Regions from separate parts of the Gossypium hirsutum genome. Here region 1 is linked to region 2. Evidence: chromatin contacts called from public Hi-C data. All regions are on one chromosome and are shown on one strand. The core of a region is the stretch at or near the end of the contact, and the rest is flanking DNA. Distances in the headings are between cores, read along the strand shown. Region 1 holds the start of LOC121219107 (reticulon-like protein B5). Region 2 holds the start of LOC107954510 (ethylene-responsive transcription factor CRF5).

Region 1 (6,780 bases), core at 3,204-5,703, 320 kb after region 2:
ATCATCACTTTCATCACCGCTGTAATTCTCAACTATACTTATCACCTGTGAATAAATTTTATATCCAAAATCATATATAAACAACTATTGATAAAACTAATTTAGTATAAATAAGTTGAACATAAATTCAATATCTAAAGACCAAACATAAAAAGCCATTGATAAAACTAGATTACACATAAATAAGTAAATTCAATATCCAAAAACCAAACATAAATAACTATTGATAAAACTAGTTTAGCATTGTTGTTTAGACACATAATAGATATCTCTGAACCCTAGAAGATCAAAAAATTTTCAACTATCCTCTGTTTCCATCTTAAGCCACAAAGCTCTAATCTTGGGATTAGTTGATAAAAACATAATTCGCTTGTCCTTATTGAGAAATAATTTAAGTGCGAAAAGTATAGCGGACTAGCTTTTGGAACTTCTTCCAACATGCTGTCAAGCACTTTGACTGCTTGTGGAACACCATATGGATTCATAACAGGAGTCAAACTAGATGTGGCTTGACTCATATTGTCAGCTGCATTGCATAATTTTTCTATTTGACTGGACAATCTTGCAGCCCCTCCAATTTTCTTTGAGGATTTCTTTCTTCCAGTTTTAAAATGTGAACTTGATATCTTAGGATTTTTTCTTTTTTGACCGTTTCCATCAATTTGAACATCATTTGAAATGTGAACATCATTTCTCACATTTTCTTCTTCATTCTCTTCAGGTATTTCGTTGTTAACATCCTCAAAAAAATCACTACGGAGTGTACCAGAAGAAGGTGCCTATGCTTTATCACCTGTTGCAACTATCCCCATGAACATTTGGTCCAACTTCCCTTCGAATTCAGGATCAATGCCCGATGTTCTAAATTTTTAAGCTTCAGGCACAACCTACATATAAAATAATAGTTTAATAACAGTAATTATCAGTAACCTCATAAATAAGAAAAAAACAAAAATATTCAAAATTATTAATGTACCTGTAGCCTACTCTCCCACCATTCATTCGATGCATAAATGGTTCTTTTTATAGGATTCCACCCTAGACTAGTATCTTCGCCTTTAAGTTTCTTCCAAGCTTTCCATTCTTTTTTTAGGGCAACCCACCTATTTTTAAGTTGTCTTGTGAAAAACCCTTGCTCGTTTCTTTCTCAAAGTTGGTCATTATTTTCAACCATCCATCTTTTGTGAAATGAGTATCAGGCCTATTGCCTTTCAATATCTTTTTAATACAAATATCACAAAATATTTCTATCAATCTCTTATCCAACATTGCTTTCACTTTTTCACTACCAACTTCAACCGCCGAAGTACTCATCTATTGTGTATACGAACAGATTCGTTTCAGCCAATAAAGCAATCAAAAAAATTAAACAATTTTCAAATTGATTTTTTCAACCAAAAGCAATTAAAATATGTGGTATCATAATCATGAATATTGTGAATTTTTCATTGTTTATTATTTTAGTGGATTTATAGCCAAACACAACTATAAGATTGACACTAGTTGTCAACTTCTAAAACTGAAAATGCATTGTTTTATATCAATGGTTGCCAACTCCACAAATACATAAACTTTTTTTACTTCAATTTTGGTCGCCGTGATTAATCTTTGTCGCCATCTGTACTCAGCATGTTCTGAAACTAGTTAACCTCTTCATCAGTTTTACGTTTCTATGTAGATGTGTGCATGTGAGCATAACAAAGTCGCACACTTCTCAGAGTACAAAGAGAAAAAAAAAGTATAGAAAGAGGAGAGTAATACTCGTAAGATGAATATTCTCAAGGTGAGCACAATTGTATCTCTTGAGCTGCACAAATGAAATGCAAGTATAAATAAACTTAAACCCCTACACAGCCACTTGACTGAAAAATAAACCCAATAAAACTTGTCTAAAATATAGATGAAAACAATCTTGAAAATTAAAATAGGATAGATGTAATTTTTGAAATGTCCTATAAAAAGACATGAAACAAAAGTATGGAAGCATTGCACCTTTGGTTGTTATGAAGTCAGGATTAAGAAAGTCACAGGTTTTTACCATAAATGACACCAAGTTGGCATGCACCAATTTCAACAATTGGCATTAATATATTAGAAAAGAAGCATTCTCACAGCCGAAACAATGTCCAGAAATGCAAAAACAACACCATTGTAGATTTTTCATTTTTGATCGTGACAACAGATATACACGCCACTTTTGGGCATCTACTGCTCCTTACTCTGTAAATAAAATCTGGAGTGGCATTCAAAAGCAGGTTTTGAAGGGCCTTTCAAAGGTTTGCCAAAGCTTGTTCTTAGCACCAGGATTTAATTAAGTACATTTCTAAAATAAAAAGTGGTTAAAGAGTTTCAATAGTTGATAGTACACAAATGAGTCCTATCTATACATAATCTAACTTACAATAAAATTTAGCAGTGTTAGTTGTATTGCTTTTGTCTTTGAAAAGTCAATGATTTATTGGCAGTTTGCTGAGAAAAATCAGTATACCGTTCTTTTATTTATATATCAAGCCTTGCCATACTTTTAGGCCCTGCATTCAAGGCGTGTTTAGTGTTAGGTGTTAATAAGATAGATCTTTGTGTTGTAGGAGTGATAAGATTCCATTCGGATAAAATATTTTAGAGCTCCACATCTCCGAAGGCTTTTTCAGTGGGCTGTGATTGCCATTATAATTTCATAATGAAATAACCATAGGAATCGCATCCATGAAAACTACATGGGATTCAATTCTTATTTTCTTTCTCTTGCTTTGCAATCCAGTTCAGTAACCAGTTCTTGTTGATTCCACACTTGGCAAAAGGCTCTCATTTATTTCTTTAAATCTTAGATCAACCCTTTTTCAATCCATCACCAAGCCAGCATTACCTAACAATAGTATTTTAACCACAAAATCCCAATTGCATTAAATAAGATACTTTTCACAACCCTATCATCGACAGTTTCCGTAAGTAATTTTTCTTGACCAGCTAAGCAACCAAATTCACACCAAAACTGTTGCATACTTTAAACTCACAAAACAATATTAACCATCCCCAAAGCCTCCAACAAAACATACCCCACTGCTGTTCTACCTCAATATTATTTCCAAATTTCTCAACCAAGATCTCTGTTTCAGTATCACTTTCTTCCACTATGATTCCCCCCCTTTCAATTCTCTCATCATCTATTCATCTCAGTTAACTACATAATAGCAGCAGACTGCCAAAGTTTGGTCTACTATAGCTACCCAATAAATCCATCCCATAGACTATTTTATTACAAATCAAAGTTTCTTCACTTTTGTGATAACTGTACAAATAGCTAGATTCATACCTGTATGTGGGAAGAACAACCGAGTAAGGGAACAAAGAACCAGAACCATAGGAATTAAAAGAGGAACAAAGAACAAGAGGAAAGAACTTTGAAAGAGAAAATGTGAAAAAATGGGTATAGATTTAGCTCCAAAGAACTAGAGGAAAGAACGCTTTTTTTTTTAAAGACAAAGGTTAAAAAGATAAATAGAAGTCAAAAGCACTTTTGGCTGAAGAAAAAGTTAAAATTTTTAACTTTTTTATCTGCCAAAAAATATTTTTTTAAGTTGAAAATTTTTCTGAAATAATATAGGTTCTTTAATGCTTTTAAGAAAAAAGTAATTTTTTATTGCAAAAGTCTGGAAAGCATAGGAGAATGAGGCCTAAATTTAAATATTTTTAAAAAATAAATAATAAAATAAAATTTATTAATACAATGTAATAATTATTTATTTCATATTTTAATCATAAAGTTTGAATTTTTATCTTCACTCATAAAAATAAAGCACATGATGGTAAACACTTATTTCCAAAAAAAGAAACACTAGCGGAACAAACAAATATGAAGCTAACGTGGAGCCCCACTGATGCAAAAAAGTAAAAATTCCAAAACGACCACTGAAAAGTGATTGCTGTCCATGCCACCCCATTGCTCCATTAAATTATCGCCACGTGTCCTATTAAGATGAACTCTTCAGAGAAAAAAATGCACCCTTCTCTCTCTCTGCGTCATCACTCCTCAGTAAATCAGTTGAAAGAATCCAATTTATTCTAGACCCCACTGTACCATACCTCATTCAACATTTCAAATTCTCCCCCAACCATCAGCTTTGGCTCCAAACCGGTTTTTAGCCACTGTTTTATCAAAATTATTTTAATTGTATTTTTAAGTTTTTTTATCCATCAATTTTTATTTGTTTTAATCTATTTTTCCTAATAAATTTAATAAAAATATCATTAAAAAAATTAATGGGCTTGATTTAGAATTTCATATATAAAACTTTTTAATGAGATATAATTTATTATTAAGATAATCTAATAAGATAATTACACTAAAAAATAATAAAATAAATAAATAATACATTAAATAAAAAATAACTCTTAATTTAAAGATCTAAAAATAATAATATAGAAGATTGAAATTTTTGAAAAAACAAAATTTTAAACATTTGAATTTTTTCATTAAATATGTTAAAAATAAATTGAAAAAAAAAGTTAATAGAAAAAAAAAATCAAAAATATAACCATTTTGATAAATTTAAGCCTAAGGTTTATACATTCCCTTCTTTATTAAAACCCTACAGTTCTACTGGCATTCGCACTCACTTGTATACTGTTCGGACACCCTGACAGTCAATAAAGAATCCGTCTTTTTAGGGCACTGGTCCGGACTTTTTTTAACCAATGGCGGAGGAAACGGAGAGTAAGCAATCGGCGGTGGAGTCGGTGATGGAGAAGATCAGCGAGAAGATCCACGGCCATGATTCATCGTCTTCTTCGGATTCGGATTCAGATCATGAGAAACCAGCTTCCCCTAGCTCCGTTAAGGCTAAGATTTATCGGTTGTTTGGTAGGGAGAGACCTCTTCATCACGTTCTCGGTGGTGGAAAGCGTACGACCTCTAAGCTCTCATTTCACTTTTCTTTTCTTTTTGCAAGTTTCGTTAGTGTGATCAGGATTTTATTGTTTGGTTTGTTTTTAACGAAGTTGATGGAAATGCGAGTAAAAAAATACAAAAATGCAGTTGTTAGAGTGAATTTAAAAATGAAATGTTAATTTGATGGAAGATCAATTCATCTGTGTTTTAGTATTTGCCACTTCACGATCTGTTTGGTAGTTACGAAAATGAATTTCATTTTTCGATTTGATTGGTTCTTGTATTTGTTAGTGGAATTTGAAATTTGCTTAAGGACCAAACTACTTCAGACTAATATTTGGGGTTTGCTTTTGCCTTTTATTGTTTGCATTCTGGGAACGGAGCAAAGTATAACATCTTCTAGACCAGTCCTTTAAAAGCAAGATTATCTAATCATTTAAGCACATAAGGAGTTTAAGAAAAGTCTTGCTATTTACAAGTCTTAGATTAATGATTCTCGTTTGTGTCAGAATTAGATAATGGTGTTCTCTTTCCATTTCATTTGTTGGGTAATGATTTGGTGCAGCTGCTGATGTGTTCTTGTGGAGGAACAAGAAGATATCAGCTGGGGTTCTTGGTGGAGCAACTGCAATCTGGGTCCTTTTTGAGTTGATCGAATACCACCTACTTACTCTGCTCTGTCACATTTCGATACTCTCTCTTGCAGTATTGTTCCTCTGGTCCAATGTCCATACCTTTATCCACAAGTAAGTTCTGGGGGTCTTTGCAGGAGCTTTAATCTATTTAACATATTGATGGTTTCTTAAAGAATATAATATGACCTTTTTCTTCACAGGACTCCACCTCGCATCCCACAAGTTCATTTGCCAGAGGAGCCATTCCTTCAGATCGCCTCTGCTCTGACAATTGAACTTAACCAGGCATTGGAACTGCTGCGAGATATTGCATCTGGAAGGAATCCGAAGTTTCTTGTGGTGTGTTTAGGGTTGAAGTCTTAATCTGAACTGCATTTTGATTGGGGAGTCACTATATCCTTCTCTTTGATTTCAGGTTGTAGCAGCTTTTTGGGTCCTCTCGGTTGTGGGGAGTTGGTGCAATTTCTTGACCTTGTTCTACACATGTAATGACACTGGTCTCTTGCTTTTAGTGCCAAGTTCATTTATCTATACAAATTTCATACTGAATTTTGATCCATCTTCTCTATGAAAATCAGCTTTCGTGTTGCTGCATACGGTACCTGTTTTGTATGAGAAGTATGAGGACAAGGTTGACCCATTTGCAGAGAAGGCAGTGATTGAGATAAAAAAGCAATATGCAGTTTTTGATGCCAATGTTCTGAGTAAAATTCCTACAGGACCCTTGAAGAGCGAAAAGGTTTAGAAGGCTCAGGTGTTTAAACCCTTAAAAATTCTTCGGTAGTTCTGGGTGTCCTGGTTGTTGTAGTGTTGTCTGTTCACATTAGCTGGAGACACTTCCTCCTCAATCAATTGTTTACAAAAGTTTTGATTTCAAATTACATCTCTAAATGCAAATCAGTTGTCAGCAATAGGCCAAGCTTGCAGGTTGCACCAGAAGGTGATTTTTTTTTTTTTCGTAAAACTTGTTTTATTTGAATAACAATCAGCTTTTTTATTATACTAAAAATTTAAGTGTGGAAACTACGTATTTAGGTGTGTTTAAAAAACAACATATGAAACATATGGCTTGAAACTAATTAATAATAACACATGTATGATATTAAAATAAAAAAATTAGATTAAATAGTGAGTAAATTGAAATTTAAACATCTAAATTCGTTAGCTTAAGAATATTAAATGTACGTACTACTATTGTTTATCATGGTGTTGTTATCAATCTTGATGTTGTCGAGTTAACTTGTGACACTAATCCAA
Region 2 (7,479 bases), core at 2,966-5,465:
TTAGCAAAGTCGCTAAGTGTCTTATACGGAAGTGTCAAGTCATAAATCCGGGAAAGTTGCGTTATTTCCTATTCTGCGGTGTGTCCAGCTTTGCTAGTGTGAGTTTGGGATTTTACATGCCTTTTCAGTCATCATAAGTGACAATACATGGCGGAATAGGTCCTAACATAAATTCTGCTCATAACTAAATGCAATAAAAGTAGTTTGTAATAAAAATAAATAAATTAATCTCTGTATCTTAAATTAAAAAATCAATTAGTTATTTTGTTAAAAATTCTATCTATTTTTACCATCAAGAGGGTGTTTGGTATTATTGAAAATTTTTGGAATATAATTCCAATGTTTAGTGTGTAAAAGTTAATTTATTTTCCTTTTAATGCAACATTCTCTTAAATTACTTTCCTACAAATAATGCAAAGTGATTCATTTGATAATTGGTGGGAAAATTATTTTTTTTTATGTAGATGAAAAGTAAAAAGATTCTGCTTTGATCAAAATAGCCCTTTTTTACTTGTACTTAGGATTAAGATTCAAAATGAATGTATTTCTTTTGTTATAAATATTTTTTAAAAATATATTTTTGCATTGATATCAATATAATTTCAAGTCATATACACAATATATGAATACACTCCAACTTATACTTACATTGTAATAAGGGCAAATGTTCCAATTTTACATCTTCACAATCTTGAATTAATATATAAGTTATTTTTCAAATGAATTCATGTAATGGATTCAATCAGAATGTGAGCAAATCATACCTTGCGAATTAATTCAAATATTTGTTAATAATAAAGGTTGGTGAAAGTATTATTATTAAATATTTGTTTATAATAATCATTAAAAATAAAATACATGAGTACTATCTTTTATTTAATAAAAGTAATTTTCTAAAGTATTATTATATTCTCAGGAAAGTGTTGAGCTTACCAAATGTGTTAATCTAACTTTCTTGAGATTTTAATCTATACTTTCTCATGTATTTCAAACATTATAAAATAACGTTCTAGACAATGACATTCTCATTAATCACATTCTATAGAATTACATTTCATTAAAATTATAACATGAGAGTACCAAAATCTCCTTAAATAATAATATAGCCAACAGAGCAAGTAGAAAGCGACACATGATGAACTTGAATAATTATTTATCTGGATTAAATTTAGACGTAATTTTTTAAATAATTATTAAAATCTTATTTATTTTTAAGATTTTTACCATATTAACGTGAGGTACAAGTGAAATGTCATATTTCAACTTACTCTATCAATTACGTCATAATTTAACTGTAAAAATAAAAAAAAATTAATTTACAATTTAATCTAATATAACTAATTTATCTATTTGTAAATAAAGGAAGGAAATATATAAACAACCCCACCGTAGTTTTACAATAAAAGGAAAATGCCAAGTTAATTACCCAGGGGCTCAGGTGTACTATTTGCGGCATTTGTCCAACTCCAACATCCCTTTTATGCGTGGAAACTGGAAAAGTTTATTTTTAGGAAAACATCAGAGCTCAGACCTGTTATTTGAACTGCCTTTGTTAATGGTTTATGAGTAACCTTTTCCCCCCTAGTTTATTTCCTTGATCTTCAATCTTTGACCATTATGAAATTTTGCTATATATTTTTGGGGTAACCAGCTACGTCGACCCGTCCCCACCAATTCTGGGAAAGTAGGGAGGGGGGCCACCACCTCAAAGTCAAACTAAACTTTGCATCGCTATGTCGCTGTTAGTATACATTTAAACCAGACGTAAAAAGAAGAAATGAACATCAGTATTCAGCGAGAAGAGTCGACTATTGGGCTACCAGTAATCCAGAGCTTCAGCTTGCAAGTGGGTCTGCTTACCGACAGCAGTCCAGCAGAGGCTGATATTAGCCGTGATTTTTGAAACCACCTTTGCTGCTATCTTTGTTCATCATAATTAAATAATCCCCAAAAGCCTGCAATCCACGAACCACCTTTTGTAACAAATCGATTTTTGACTGAAAAAAAAAAGATACTTGTCGTTACCGGAGATTCAAGCATGCCGGGATATATCACCTGAAAATGCCAAGGCCTAACCCTAGTGTGCAGGTAGCCCTATGGCTCTACGACAACCCTTTCCAAGACGTTTTTAGTATCGTGTCAAGACTTTTTTATGTATTTCTAGAGGCTGGTTGGCTCAGCCTTGGGGACAGGGCAAAGCGAGGGCAGAATCGTGTCTAAAGATCCCACCAGGGTCAATCTCTGTGGGGCCGACGTATCATTTATTTTCCAAAGGATTCAAAATCAACTTTGTCAAGTGGATGGAATTGGGTCCTCTAAACGAGAGTCCCATGGGGCATCTCGCACTTGTCTGTTTTCTCAACTCAAGATAATGTCCTTATCAATTGAAGTCACTGTTATACTGTTCCAAGGCAACCCAAAAACATCCCCAAAACAAAGAAGTGCCTCTTAATATGGAACATAACGTGTCTCTCTTGCTCTCTTTCATTATTTTCATATATAAGAAAAAAAATCCTTCTTAGAATCGTAGTTGGCATATTTTTTTAACCTTGATGGTGAAATCAGAGCACGAGAACTTGTCAATGAAAGAAACATAACTACTACTTCTTTTAAGACGATCAAATAGTAAATTTTTCCAAAGGGTCATTTTACTTTCTTTTTTTTCCCCTTTTGTTTGATGGAAAACCAAACAGGGGGAACAAGTGGCATGGAATATGAATGGCATGCTTAAAAAGAATGGCTCTTAACAAAACTCAAACGAGTTCATGGCTAACAAGTGTCTAAGGTGGCAAACCGTTGAACGTGGGTACCCAACTTTAGCTTAACTTGGCAGCCTTTTGAGTCCCGCGCCAATGCACCCATTAAAGATTAAAAAAATATCTCACCGACCCCATCAATTACCCGGACAAGAAAAAGAAGTAAAGCAATGAATTCAATAACCCGAAACAAAATAAATTTAAGATTTTTTACTTTCTTTTTAAACAAAAGACATAACGGCAAAGCACGCTTCCTGGCATACAAACAACGACCATGCCAATTGAAACGCACACCAAACCTGTTCATATCCACAAAAAAGAAGCCTTAAAAGAAACCAAGAATTTACATGTTTACTTGGCATTTCTTTACACACTGTAGCAGCAGTAGAGAAACACATCTAGAAAAAGGTATCCAAAATTCCACTCGGAATTTACCATAAAATTACGCACGGCAAAAAAGTATATACCAGCAACTCAGGTAAACATGGGCAGCAACAAGAGCCAAAACTACTCTGATCTTAATAGTAGTTATCCACATCCCAGGAACAAGACCCGAAATCAACATCCAATTGAATAGAAATATCACCATAATCATGTTCCAAATTGCTGCTTGCTTCCGGTAAACTCAGTTCATCAAAAAATATGGGTGTAGGGTTATCAGAATCCAAGTAATCATATAAAACCACTGGATCTGTTAACAAAAACTCGTCTAATAAGTTACTTGGGTATTGAGAGAGTTCCTTAACAGGGCTCCACCCAGTTTGTGTTGTTGAGTCATCTTTGGACTCGGTTTGAAGTTCAGTTTCTTCATTCGACTGAAATCTCAGAACAGAAGTTGGTGAACAGAGTGAGTGAGATTCTTGGCCAGAATCATACCCGGAAGTCATTTCAAGTTCAATCTCAGGTGGGGAGGGTCTGGCAGGAGGCTTTATAAAGTTGGTGAGAGCGTCAGGGCCTTTGATTCGAATCGCGGCTCTGTCATAAACCAAAGCAGCTTCTTGAGCCGTATCATAAGTGCCAAGCCAGACCCTGGTTCGACTTGTCGGGTCTCTGATCTCAGCAGCCCATCTTCCCCACGGCCTTTGTCGAACCCCACGGTACTTGACGCCGTTAGACAAACATTGCTGCTGCTGCTGCTGCGGTTGTTGCTTCTTTGATCTGATATTGACAAGATTGGTCTTATTGTTAGTCGGTCTGTTTTGCTTGTTTGATGGCTTGTTGGAATTGAATGTAGAACAATCTCCGATCCTGATTTCGCTAACATGCCTTTTCACTGTGTGATGTCTCTCCTGCTCGCTTTCATCGCTAGAAGAATCGGTGGCATCGCCATCGGTGACAGAAATCCTGACGATCCTAGGGGCTTTGGGCTTGGACTCCATGGGAAACCACTTGCTCGATGCCTTGAGTAGCTTATTAGTAACAGTTCTTCGCTCTGTGTATTTCACCCTCCCTGGATTCATTTCCAGGTGGTTAACATAAAGAAAAACGGGGATTCTGTTTTCGAGAGAGAGAAGAAAAAAGAAACTAAAACTTTGGCGGAGAGTAAAATCAAAAGGCGAGATACTGGAAAGGAACAGGAGAGTTTGAGTTGAAAGGAAGAGTGAAAATAGCAAGAATCGCTGTTTTGTAGGGGTATCCTCCATAAAACTACCTTATTTATTTCTCTTAACAATCAAAATTAGCGAACAGGTGACTTGCTGCTTCTCACTGTAATGACACGTGTCCTAAACTTCCCTCCAAATGTGCTGGGTCCTCCTATTCTGCTTGGTCCCCAAGCAACAAAAGCCTCACACGCTCTAATGCCCGCCGTGTCCTACACGCTTCAACTGCATTGGATGCTTGTCCTCAATTATGATATTTGATTGGCTGTTGGAGGTATATACTGCAGAATTTAAATTTATGATTGATAAAAATAAAAGATTTTAAATATTGTAAAGTAGGCAGACAAAAAATAAAAAAGATAAATAAGAAATGTAAAATTAGAATCTCAGGATTTTCATTCTATTTGTCCAAAAATAATGGATTGGCCCAAAATTTCTGTTGGAAAAAATCTTTTTTTCTTTTCGGTGGCAGTTGACTAGGAAATAAAACAAAGATTGGGTGATTCTCTTACTATAAATATAATTAGTATTATTTAGATTCCATTGAAAGAAAATTAAGCGACAACCAAGTTTACAATTAGAAATGTAAAGTTGGAGAGAAAAAGCATGAGTGGGTAGGTAGGTAGAAAACATAAATAATAAGAAATAAGTTCTATATTCAAAGATTTATTTTTATGCTCTCATTTTCTTCACACCTAAACAATTATGTGGTGGGCTTTCCTTCATTTTATGGGCCTCCAAGTCAAGCAAGAATGAGTCACTCGCCCCAAGGAATTCACCAAAATACACTTATAAATCCACATCTGCTTATTTGATTAGTTGGATTAGTGATATATAATAAAAATATATAACTTATTATAAATTGTTAAAAGATAAAAATAAAAAAAAATTGTGGTTGTTGGAATCAGACTGGTTAGATCAAGAATCGACCGATATATTTATTTGAAAAAAAAGAGTTAAATCAACTTTTATGCAAATCTCTCAAAATAGGCTAAAAACTGGTTGAACATATAGTTGAATTGGTTTTCTCCTTTTTGATATGTATTTTTTTTTAAAATTATAAATTTTTAAATAATTTATTTAAATAAAATTAGCTCGACTGGTTGAACCAAGGATCGGTGCTTTGACTAGTTTGATCATTGATCTAGTTTTAAAAACCTTGCAAAAGAAAAACAAGGGTTCAACCAATTATGGATTTTTTATAATTTTTTATTTAATTATTGATGAATCAATGATTGAATTAATAATAAATTACGTTACTGGTTCGACCACTAATCTAATTTTTAAAATATTGTTCCACTCTTCATATAGAATTACAAATCAATCGTGTTTAAACCAACTAACTTTTATTTATATTGGTTTGAAACAACAAATTTAAATAAATCAAGTTTCAATATGCAATTTTTTAATAAAAATTAAATATAAAAGAGATGAAAATCTAATTAATAATAAAAAACTGTTGTATATTTTTTTTTACAAAGCAGGAACAATTAAGGACAAGAGAAGCTAATGAAAGCTTTAGAGGCATTCAAAGCTATTGTCTCATCTCTTTACTAAGCTCTCTGTTATTCATTGGTTGATGTCTAAAGTTGATGTCTTGAAGGAGAAGTTTGACATCACCAAATGCTAGTTGAAGCTTCCATCTTGATTTAATATGTCCCTAAATTATGTTGATCTATCTCTTGCTATCATCCTGTAGCCTACAAAGAAAAAATAATATTATGAGATTTAAGCATAAAAAGGATAGCTCGAAAGGTGAGAATTTTGGCTAGCAGTTTGCTTGAGAATTTGAAGCTACGAACTCTAAAAAGTTGGAAGTCGTTGGAATTTTGAGTAATGGTTGCTCTTTTGATCATGGTGTTATAACAATTTTAACTTATGCATAAACATAAAGTCCAAGTTGTTAGGGTTGTCATAGAGATTTAAGAAATGAGTAGATAATCAATTGGTGAAGATAAAAAATCATTTTGATAGCAGCAATGGGATTTTGGTCTGAGCTTCTAAATATAAACTTATTTCTAGATTTCTAAATGATCCACAAGGTAGAGGCCCAAATGCGTAGAAAATCCTAGGTTCTTGAGAGTTAAGATCCTTACCCTAGAGCCATTGCAGGATCTAGTCAACGATGGGTTGATTATCAAAAGAGTAAGTGTGAAGAACCAAACCACCCTTTCCAAATTGCATGTAAGGAATGGGTGGTCTTGAGTTTCTGTACTTTCTTCAAAAATAGAGCATTGGGGTTCAAATTTGGGAATTTTCCATGAGAGAAGATCTTTAGTAGGGAGACAACCATTACAAATTTTCCATAGGAGAAGGATGATTTTAAAAGGGATCTTAAGTCACCAAAGGTTAGCCTAACTTGCCTAATGTGAGTTTGGAATAGAGATATTAGAATTGCTTTAATATAGAATATTATAAGCGTTTTTGATAGAAAAACAACCATTTAATCATAATTCTAGACAAGAATGTCATCTTTTCCCTAGAAAGAGAGTGTTATATTGAAACGATCAAAGGTTGTATAAACATCAAGTACTCATAGAAACTTATTTTGATCAAGATCTTGGCTCTGGGGTCTGGTGAGATTATGAATTAGAAATGTTGTGTCTGTTGGAAAAAAATCCGGTTTGAAAACAGTTTTCTTTTATAAAGGAAAATTAAAATTTTGAAAATCAATCCGGTTTGTGATATTTATAGCAATAAACCCTAATCAAATTCATACTTGTTTTTTTAGCTTAGTGGATGTTTGTTTTTCTCATCTTTCAACCAAACGATCTTTTTCGCTATTCTTGTACCACGAACTGCTTTGAGTATGGGCTTGAACCAATTGAATTGAAACATAGAACTAGAAAAAAGTATTATCACTTTTTTGAGGTGAAAACGGAAATTCTCTCTTCTTAATAGAAACTGATAGAATTGTTATCCTAAAAAAATATAACAGTTGAGAATAAATTCTCTTTATGTTTTTTTTTTACAGAATAACAATCTAAAGAAAAACTATGTAAATAGTTTTATTGGTGCCATCTATTTATAGGAAGAGAAAGGGGCAAAATACCAAAAAAAGCCAATTTTTTAAGTATTTTATTATTTACCGGAATGAGCCCTTTTCCTCGAAATCGTATCCA

What was found. A called contact is a pair of places that touch in the nucleus more often than the background predicts.
Region 1: a contact with region 2 is called in a Hi-C map of leaf, with 2.0 times the contacts expected there. The contact joins the promoter of LOC121219107 here to the promoter of LOC107954510 in region 2. A contact is called at or near these places in 2 of 34 Hi-C or Micro-C datasets (both in leaf).

What each region holds. Positions count from the first base shown.
Region 1 is chrD07:23,873,998-23,880,777 of Gossypium_hirsutum_v2.1, forward strand. LOC121219107 (reticulon-like protein B5) reads left to right here and starts at 4,454. Exons shown (of 5, transcript XM_041096751.1): 1 at 4,454-4,903; 2 at 5,454-5,634; 3 at 5,724-5,862; 4 at 5,939-6,008; 5 at 6,102-6,401. The coding sequence starts at 4,696. The coding sequence ends at 6,268. LOC121219106 (a long non-coding RNA gene) reads right to left here and starts at 3,472. Exons shown (of 2, transcript XR_005915818.1): 1 at 977-3,472; 2 at 1-887.
Region 2 is chrD07:23,559,112-23,566,590 of Gossypium_hirsutum_v2.1, forward strand. It overlaps LOC107954510 (ethylene-responsive transcription factor CRF5), which reads right to left and starts at 4,216. Exons shown (of 1, transcript XM_016890096.2): 1 at 3,275-4,216. The coding sequence starts at 4,216. The coding sequence ends at 3,275.